Linked DNA regions of Mus musculus: all the other regions are linked to region 1. Evidence: chromatin contacts called from public HiCAR-type and HiChIP or PLAC-seq data. All regions are on one chromosome and are shown on one strand. The core of a region is the stretch at or near the end of the contact, and the rest is flanking DNA. Distances in the headings are between cores, read along the strand shown.

Region 1 (3,015 bases), core at 37-2,536:
CTATGTGGCCCCCTTGCTGTGGATTCGGTTGATCTCCCCGTAATGTTACCCATCAACAGCCTGAGAGGAGACAGAAAGCCAGGCACTTGCATGTAGAAAACTCCTCTCAGGTGATTCTCAGCAACCCCGCGTCACACAAGTGCTGCAATTTAAAGCGCCTTCAGAATCACAGAGAATAGAAACGGAGGCGAGAAGCTGAAATCCAGCCCTTTCCCCTCACCTGCTTCTCTGGCAAGTTTCTAGGGGGAGGATTTGCACGTGGACTCCAACAATTTCCAGCTGTCTTTGGAATCAGTGAGGACGGCCGCGTGTGCAGAACTCACAGCGCCTTAACGTCTCTTTTAGATCAGGACCGGAGTTTGGAGTACACGGGTTGAGAATGGAGAAGGTGTCACATTCTACCTTTCTCTCTTGTCCCCGCGCCTCCCCCTCCCCCAACTCTGCATTCCTTTGATTTCCCTCCATCCTACCCTGGGCACAAAGAATAACCTAGAAAGGTAGAGGGTTAAAAGCTAATGACCCAAAGCAGAACACACTGTGAGCAATTCCACAGAAATGCCACCTGTGACATTAAGGCCCTAAACGGCTGCAGCCTTGGCGTGTTTGGCTCGGGATGAAAAGTGCGGGGCAAAGTATCCAGAGGGCAGCGGGCTTGTGCGACGGTCATTTGAAGTAACTTCCTACGTTTTTGGATCACAAATACCTGTCTGACAGGACGGGCTCCCACATACTTAACAGACGTTAGCGACGCGCCAAAGTTCTCCTTCCCTGGGCCAGCGGAATGAAATAAAATAGTCGCAAATCAAGTCCTTTTATGGGTCACTGAAGAAAACCTAGCCTGATCTTGGTCCGGAGCTCAGAGGCGGACCCACCTGGATGAGGGTTGGCATAAAAGATGATCACACCAGGCCAGACAATCTAACCAAGGACCAGGTTCCCCGGAGCAGCCTTTCCCTTTTTCCGGGGGCGGCTGAACCGCTCAGACGGCCCATGGCTCCCCTAGGTGGCCAGTGATCTTTACGCTCTTCCACCGAGCTCAAGCAGCTGGCGCCAGGACCCGGGCTGCGGTTGCCACGGTGACGACAGACGCGCGGAGCCTGCAGCTGAAGGCGGGTGAGAGGCGGGAGTTGCAACGCCTCCTCCCCCTGCAACCAGCGCGGGGGCCACGCGTTGCTCGCACGCGAGGGGTGTGGCTCTGCCTCCGGGAAAGCGCGGCCCGTGGGCGGCTCGGGGCTCAGCCAGTGAGAGGCCGGGGGAGTGGTGGAGGGAAGGCACAGTCCGGGTACTTAGAGCTGCGCCGCCAGCGGGACCGGATCTTCCTCGCAGCTCTCGCGCCGACGCTCCGGGCGTCGTAGACGCTAGGAGCGCTACCCGATTGTAACATGGTTACCCCTTGCCCTGCCAGCCCGGGCAGCCCCGCCGCGGGAGCCGGGAGGCGAGACAGCCACCAGAACCTCCGCGCCCCAGTGAAGAAGAGCAGACGCCCGTGCCTCCGGAGAAAGAAGCCGCTGCGGCCGCTGAACGCGTGTTCGCTCCCGGGAGACTCGGGCGTCTGTGACCTTTTCGAGTCCCCCAGCTCCAGCTCGGACGGCGCCGACAGCCCCGCAGTGTCTGCGGCGCGGGACTGCAGCTCCCTACTCAACCCTGCCCAGCCCTTGACAGCGCTGGATCTCCAGACCTTCCGAGAATACGGCCAGAGCTGCTACGACTTCCGAAAGGCGCAGGAGAATCTTTTCCACCCGCGGGAGTCGCTGGCGCGCCAGCCACAAGTGAGGCGCTGGCAAGAGCCAGACCCGGGGCCGTCGCGCTTCTGTCTCTCCCAGGCTAGCTCGCTCTCTCCATGGCTGCTGGCTGCCCTTCGCACAGCCCTAGTCATTGCAGCCCATTATCTGCCATCAGTAGGAGCAATTGGGACCTTCAAGGATTGGCCCACTGACCTATTTAGATGGAGAAAGGTTGTGGGTGGAGAGGTGGATATCGGAAGTTATAGGGGGTGGGTAGAGGAGTTTTATTATAACGCAGTTCGACAGCTTCTACGTCAGATCCAGAACTCCTAAATTTGCTTGCACTTCTGTTTAAAAAAAAAACAAAAACTTTACCCCCCACCCCCCACCCCTTATAGTCCCTTTGACTTGCTGAGAGGGTTAGACTGGGTAGTGTGCCCTAATGCACTGTGCACAATACCAGGCGCGAGCCCAAACGTTCCCAGGCGTTCCGGAACGCCTGGTTTAAGGCAGGCCCGTACCTCCCCCCCTCCCCCCCACGTGCCTCCTATTTTTCAGTCATTTAGCGTTTTCCCCTTTGCCTCTCTGCCTCTCTGGATTGTTTTGTTCGGGCGCGCGCTTCAGCACACTCCCCCTCTCGCTCCCGGCCAGGTGACTGCCGAATCGCGCTGTAAACTGCTCAGCTGGCTCCTGCAAGTCCACCGCCAGTTCGGCCTCTCTTTCGAGTCGCTGTGTCTGACCGTGAATACTCTGGACCGTTTTCTCCTCACGACCCCTGTTGCTGCAGACTGCTTCCAGCTGCTCGGGGTCACCTGTCTGCTCATCGCTTGCAAGCAGGTACCACCAGGCGAAAGAGTGCGATGTGTTTGCAGCCAGCGCCCCCCTTCCCCAACTCGTGCATGGCTTAGGGCTGGGTTGCTTGGCTTATCTGGGCAGATGCTCGAAGATCTTTCCATGTCATAGCCTTAACTTCTCTTACCACTCACAGCAACAATCCTTTCAGACTACAAAGAGGTTAGGCTGTAGCTGGCCGCCCAACCAAAGCTTTGTGGTACTTGTCTCTGGAAAAGATGCTTTTAAAGTCAATCTCTCTCTCTCTCTCTCTCTCTCTCTCTCTCACACACACACACACACACACACATTTTAAAGTTGGGTTGTAGATAGAGAAGGTGCACTAGCAGCTGTGGGTGGGGGGAGAGGTTTCAGGAGCGGAATTGTGGAAGTGGAAGGAATATAGAGTTCGAGTCCCAGTTTTCTCCCGGGTTTTAGGCTGGATGGATTTGGGTCCCAG
Region 2 (2,772 bases), core at 146-2,645, 1.2 Mb before region 1:
CTTCACACATCCATCAAGATTTTATGCTTTTGTGTATTTTCATCAGATTTTTTTTTTAAGTATCATATACTTAAAAGAATTTCCTCTAACAGAAAACTTTCCAGTAGCCAAAACAGGGCGAGGCCAAAGAGCCGTTGGTGTAAACTATCTTACGCACATCCTACTTCTGGTGCACCGGAAGACCCCTGCGAGCAAAGCGGCAGCCCCGCACCGTCCCTGTCCCCGCCACGCAGCGGGGCTGCGGGGCGCAGTCCCCACAGCTTTGAAGCTGAATGGCTGACACATCCGGTCCTGGATCCCACAGCATTCCGCCAAAAGCTAACTTCAAAGCCGGATTCAAACTCCCAGCACCGGGCGCTCTAGCCCCCGAGGTGCGGGAGGAATTCCCAAGGACACGCAGCGAGGGCAGCCACGGAGTCCCCGCAGACCCGGCCGCCCCGCGAGCCCGCAGCGTCCGCCTGCGTCGCTTTGACAGGCGCCCCCCCCCCCCGCAGTCCCCGGAATCCCCCGGCCGCCCGGGGCGCGCCGCCGGAGCCCGGCCCGGTACCTGCCCGCGGGCGCGCGTCCCCGTGGGGCCGAGGGGCTCTAGGCTGTCACAGCGCGCAGACCCACCGCCGTCACCTTCGCGCTCCGAGCCCCCCAAACTCACTTCGCGCCGCGGGGGCTCTCAGGACCCGGCCCGGGGAGCCCCGCACCTTCGCGGCTTCCACGCCTGTCACATGTCCGCAAACAATAACAAACTCTCCCGCACGTTCCCGTCCCGTCCCCACGCCGTCCCGGGCGCCGCCCGACCTTCAGGGCTCGGGGACGCGGGCTCCCCCCCCACCCCCAACGAGCGGAGCCCCGGGAGCAGCGCGCCCCGCTCGCTTCATTCATTGCCCGCCCGGCCCCGGCCCGCCGCTCACCCGGAGGGGGCCGCTGCAGAGGGCGGCTCGGCCCCCGCGGGGCTCCGGGCGCCGCTGTCCCGCGCGGCCGCCAGCTCGGCAGAGTGGGAGCCGCAGCGACTCGCCGCTCCCGGGGGTGGCGGTCCCGCCGCGGGCTGGAAGCGACTCGCTCCTGCAGCCGCGTCCGCGGGCTCCGGCGACGGGGAAGTAGATGGGCAGGGCGGCGAGGCGGCGGCGAGGAAGAGCGGCTGCTCCGGCAGCTGGTCCAGCTCCACACTCCGCACTTTGCGCAGCTGCCGCCGCCGCCAGTCCGCGCGCTCGCGGCCCGCGCTGCCAGGCTCCCGCAGCAGCCCCGCCGCGCCCGCTGCGGGCGCGCCGCTTCCCTGGAGAGCTCCTCCTCCTCCGCCGCCGCCGCCCGCCTCGGGACTCGCCGCCGCGGCGCCCGGGAATCCCGACGACGAGGCGCGATCGCCCGCCGCCGCCGCCATTTTCTCTCGCGGGCTACATTCGCTCGTGCCTGCGGGGGAGGGAGGGGGCGGGGAGAGCGCGGGGGGCGGGCGGAGCGGCGGGCGGGTGGGCGGGCGCGCGCTGCTGCCGAGGGCGCGGGCGCGGGCGCGAGCGGGGCCGCGCCTCCCGGCCGGGGCCCGGGAGCGCGGAGCGGCGGGCGGGCGCGCGGCGCAGGTGGGAGGGCAGGGGCAATGCGGGGAACCGGGCGCCGGGCGTTGTGCGCTGCAACCAGGCCGCCGCCAGGTAGTGCGAGACCGGGCGGGGCAGCGGCTCGGCGGGAGCTCGCCCACCCTTGAGCAAGCAGTAATCCGAGCGTGAGTCCCTGGTTCTGGAAGGGGACGCAAGCCGGAGGACTCACGGTCTGTCACTTCACGCGTTTAGTAGCGGTTGCTGGGGGGGCCCCCGCGCGCACCGGCCCGGCCCGCGCCCGAAGCGCAGGTGGCGCCCCGGGACTGTCGCCTGCCGCAGACGGGCGGACGCGAAGCCTTCTCTTAGGAAAGCAGACCTCTTGTCCCGCCCTCGTGTCACAAATAACACTACTTAAGATTTCTTGCGCTACCTTGTGCACCTCTGAAGCTGCTGGTTTGGGACACCCTCCCCCCCACTCCCCCGGCTACGCAGAGGGACCAACCCGGGTACTCTGCCAGAGGTTACTCCCCCGTCTTGGAAAGGCAGGCTCCAACCGAAAGCGGGAGAGCACGTCTGGGGAAGGAGCCAGCGCTATGCCAGGAAGCGCTGGATCATGCCATCTTCTACCAGGTCTCTCCCCACCCCCAACAGATGCTCCCAGCTGCACGTCCCTCTTCCTGGCAGTCAGGTGACAGGCCGGTTCCCGGGTCCCCCACCTCCCTCCCGCCGCCGCTCCCTGGTTGCCCTGTGCGGCGTCCCTCGCCTTTCTCCTGCCCCAGAGTCTAGAAAATGTGCTGGAGATAGAAAAGCAGTATACGTATATGGGATTTCCCCCCTTCGACCCTTTTTCAACGGGATAAAGCTGCCTTGTCGTCCCTATCTCACCCGCCTCTGCCACTTTTTTTTCCCCTAGCCACTTTGTCTAGAATAGACAATCTCTCAGAACCCAGGATTTCTAGATTTATTTTGTGAAACATTAAGACATGAGGCGTGGGGGGAGGGGTAAGAAGGGTTTTCATCTTACAGAGAAAGGAAAGATCTCTCCAGCATTTAGACAAAAGCCTGAACTAGCTCAAAATAATTCATTTAACCTCTCCAAAGTAGATCAAATGAAGCCCTCCTTAGGTGTGTAATGTCAGCCAGAGAGCAAGGTGAGGCAAAAGGGATTTTTAAAAAGGGATCCTGACTTCAGCTTGAGCTCGGTGTTATACTTACTGCTATAACATCTGGCACGCTACAGTTCTCAATGGTT
Region 3 (2,868 bases), core at 266-2,765, 1.3 Mb before region 1:
TTTTATGATGTAAATAAGGGGCAGGCTGTTGGCTACCTGGCTGGAGCCGAGCTGCTGAGCAGTGCTTTCTGGCTTTATCAGAGGGTGTGGGTGCGCACTGCCCCTCACTAACCCTGGTCACTCTGCTCCATTTCAAGCCACAGGGTTTTTTGTTTTGTTTTGTTTTTTAACTTTTACAACTTTGAACGCCTCGTTGAAGATGGTAGGGACAACATGTGCCAAGCCTGTTTTTGAGTTATTTGATTGGACAAAAGTTTGTGATATCATTCACAGTAGGGGAAGTGTAATTTTCCATGTCTTTTGGATGTTTTGAAGTTGAGTGACTTTTTTCTTCTGTAAAATTTCCACGAATAAATAACTTTTACCCGTGTTTTTAGGTTGATTTTTTTTTTTTTTTTGCCTTGGTAATCCTCTTTAAAAGTAACCGTTGCTTCTTCCCATAACCCATCTCCATCCTCATCCAGTGAGGGAATTGGAGACCCTAGGCTCAAACCTGAACAGTGTAATTAAGGTTTAAAGTTATGAAAAGTTTTAGCATCTTAAAAATGCTTAAATTTATGAAGCTACAGTGCAAACCTCATTTTGCCATTAATATTTATTACAAGCTCCTGGCAGGCATCTGGGAGGAGAGCTCTGGTCTTCACGGACACTCTAAGCCCCTGTAAGGTCTTAGCACACCTTCCTGTTTGTATATTATCTTCTCATGGATCTGTTTTCATACACAGGATTATTTCTTGAAGCCTATGCAGAAACAGATACATCTGCTAAGTCTCTCTCTCTCTTCCATGTATCCACTTATCCAGGAGACCACATTTATTGTATGTATAATCTCAAACAATGTTGTTTTTATTTACCCCCGAGGTAGGTGTGAGAGGCAGTTTTTGCAATTTGGTTCAGGGTCTTTGACACTCTGCTTTTTAAAAGGTTTATCAAGTGTATATCTTCGGGTCATCTTCTAGACTATTTGTGATTAATAACTCCTAGAACTGGTCTTTAAAAAAAAAAAAGTGTACAGGCTATGAATGTCGCGCAAGCACGCTCATCATGTCTGGCTCCGTCTGTCAGTCTTTCTGCCTTCTGAATTGCCATCATCTTCCAGAGCCTGTCTGGCAAATGTCTACTTCCACAGTTCACTCCAAGCCACTGAACGCCGATGCGCATTCCATTCCTGCAGGTGCCTAGCCGTCCTGCTTCCTGTCCGGGTCTCTCTCCTCTTTTGCCCATCAGCGGCTCGCTCACTTGCCATCGCGTACTCTTCTCACTTCGGGAAAGTCCGTCGAGTCCTCCTCCGAGTCTCCCGCCACCCTCCTTCCTCCCCCGCCCCGGGCTCGCCCTCCCTCCCTCCCTCCCTCCCTCCGGCCCCCCCACCGCACCCACCGGCCGGTCCCCGCGCTCGCCCGCAGTTCAGCTGGAACTTTACTCCAGCCGGGGCAGAGCGCCGTGGGCGCGCGGGGCGGGCGCGTGCAGGAGCGGCGGCCGCGGGAGCGCCGGACGGCGTGGGTGTGCGAGCGGGCCGGGGGCGTCGCGGGCCGGCCTGCCCTATAAGGGGCCGAGCCGCCTCTGCCTCCGGGCGGGTGCCTGGCGGGCCGCGGCGGCGGCAGCGGCGGCGGCGGCTGCGATTGGCTCAGGCGCCCCATCCGGGGACTGGGCTCGGCGCTGCTCGTTCGCCCTAAAGGTACCAATATGGCGGAGGTGAGCGGAGAAACCGGGCAGCGGCGGCCGTGCTGGAGCGGGAGCCGGGCGGCCCTCCGAAGCCCCGCAGCCGGCCCGAGAGCCACGGCTCCTCCCGCGGGTCCTCGGAAGGCGGCGCGGCGGCGACGGGGGATGGGGGGCGCGGGGCGGCGGCGAGGCGCGGCGAGGCTGCCGGAGGGGCGGGAGCGGGCGCGGGAGCGGTCTCCCTTCGGGACTAGGCCGCGGCGGCTCCGACCCCGGCCGGGCCGGGCGGCGGGGCCGGGCGGCGGAGGGCGGCGGCGGCGAGCCTCGGGCCGGGGTAGCCTCCGGGCCGTGGCCGGGGCGGCTGACGCGGGCCGCCGTTCGCTCGGCGCCTCCTCCCGGGATCGGGGTGGGTGGAGAGCGGCCGATCCTCGGTCGGCGGCTGGAATGCAGCGCGGAGAGCGGGCTGCGCCACTGCCCCGCCGGAGTGAGCCGACCCGGCCCTCGGCAATCCGGCCGCCCGCCGCCTCTCCTGACCGGGGGCTCCGAGGCCAGCGGGAGCGGAGCGGGACTCTCTACCCCGAAGCCTGCGAGGTGCGGCGTCCCCGGGCGCAGAGACCGACCCACACCTCGACGCCCTCGCCCGCCGAGCGGCCCGAGAGTCTCTTTACCCCGGGCCGGACTTGGGGGGGGGGGCACCGGGCGACCCGGGCTGCCGGGCACCGGGCTCCCCTGGGACGGGCAAGCTGGGGGAGGGGGCGGCGTGATGGGAGCACCGGGGCTGGGCAGGAGCGAGCTGTGTGTGCTAGGGCCGAGCTGGCGGGCCGGGGACCGACCGCTCCCCCGGGGGAGGACCCGGCTGGTCCCAGACTCAGTGGTCGCGGCTCCTCCGACCTCAGCGGCTGGTGGGTGGGGGTGGGGAGGTGGGGGCGGGAGGGTGCTCCCGCGTTGGGTTGGGGACCAGTGTCAGGGTCGAGCTGGCCTACGCTTGGGGCAGTCGACAAACCCTGGAGTTGGGGCGCCCGCGCACTCCAAGGGCAGGCTGTGTGTGTGTGTCTCAGAGGGTGAGACCCTCCTAGGGGACGGGGTTGCGTTTCGAGGAGTTGCTCTAGGGCCAGCGGAGAGCTGGGTGAGCTGCTGTAGTCGGGGGACTCGTGAGATGCCCGGGATGAAGGATTGATGCTGCGAGCCGGGTAAGCTCTGGCTTCGGCTTCC

The links. HiCAR-type assays count read pairs that join an accessible place to other places. HiChIP or PLAC-seq counts read pairs in DNA pulled down with a chosen protein or histone mark.
Region 2: a contact with region 1 is called in an H3K27ac HiChIP or PLAC-seq map of embryonic stem cells, with 7 times the contacts expected there. The contact joins the promoter of Map3k1 here to the promoter of Ccno in region 1. A contact is called at or near these places in 1 of 39 promoter capture datasets (pre-B cells), 4 of 484 Hi-C or Micro-C datasets (all in embryonic stem cells) and 2 of 115 datasets of contacts at active chromatin or transcription factors (embryonic stem cells and microglia).
Region 3: a contact with region 1 is called in a HiCAR-type map of astrocytes, with 3 times the contacts expected there. The contact joins the promoter of Mier3 here to the promoter of Ccno in region 1.

What each region holds. Positions count from the first base shown.
Region 1 is chr13:112,986,516-112,989,530 of GRCm38.p6, forward strand. Ccno (cyclin O) reads left to right here and starts at 1,287. Exons shown (of 3, transcript NM_001081062.1): 1 at 1,287-1,769; 2 at 2,376-2,561. The coding sequence starts at 1,383.
Region 2 is chr13:111,807,598-111,810,369 of GRCm38.p6, forward strand. Map3k1 (mitogen-activated protein kinase kinase kinase 1) reads right to left here and starts at 1,396. Exons shown (of 20, transcript NM_011945.3): 1 at 906-1,396. The coding sequence starts at 1,372. It overlaps Gm15327 (a long non-coding RNA gene), which reads left to right and starts at 1,541. Exons shown (of 3, transcript XR_382912.2): 1 at 1,541-2,150.
Region 3 is chr13:111,684,663-111,687,530 of GRCm38.p6, forward strand. Mier3 (MIER family member 3) reads left to right here and starts at 1,516. Exons shown (of 13, transcript NM_172593.3): 1 at 1,516-1,692. The coding sequence starts at 1,684.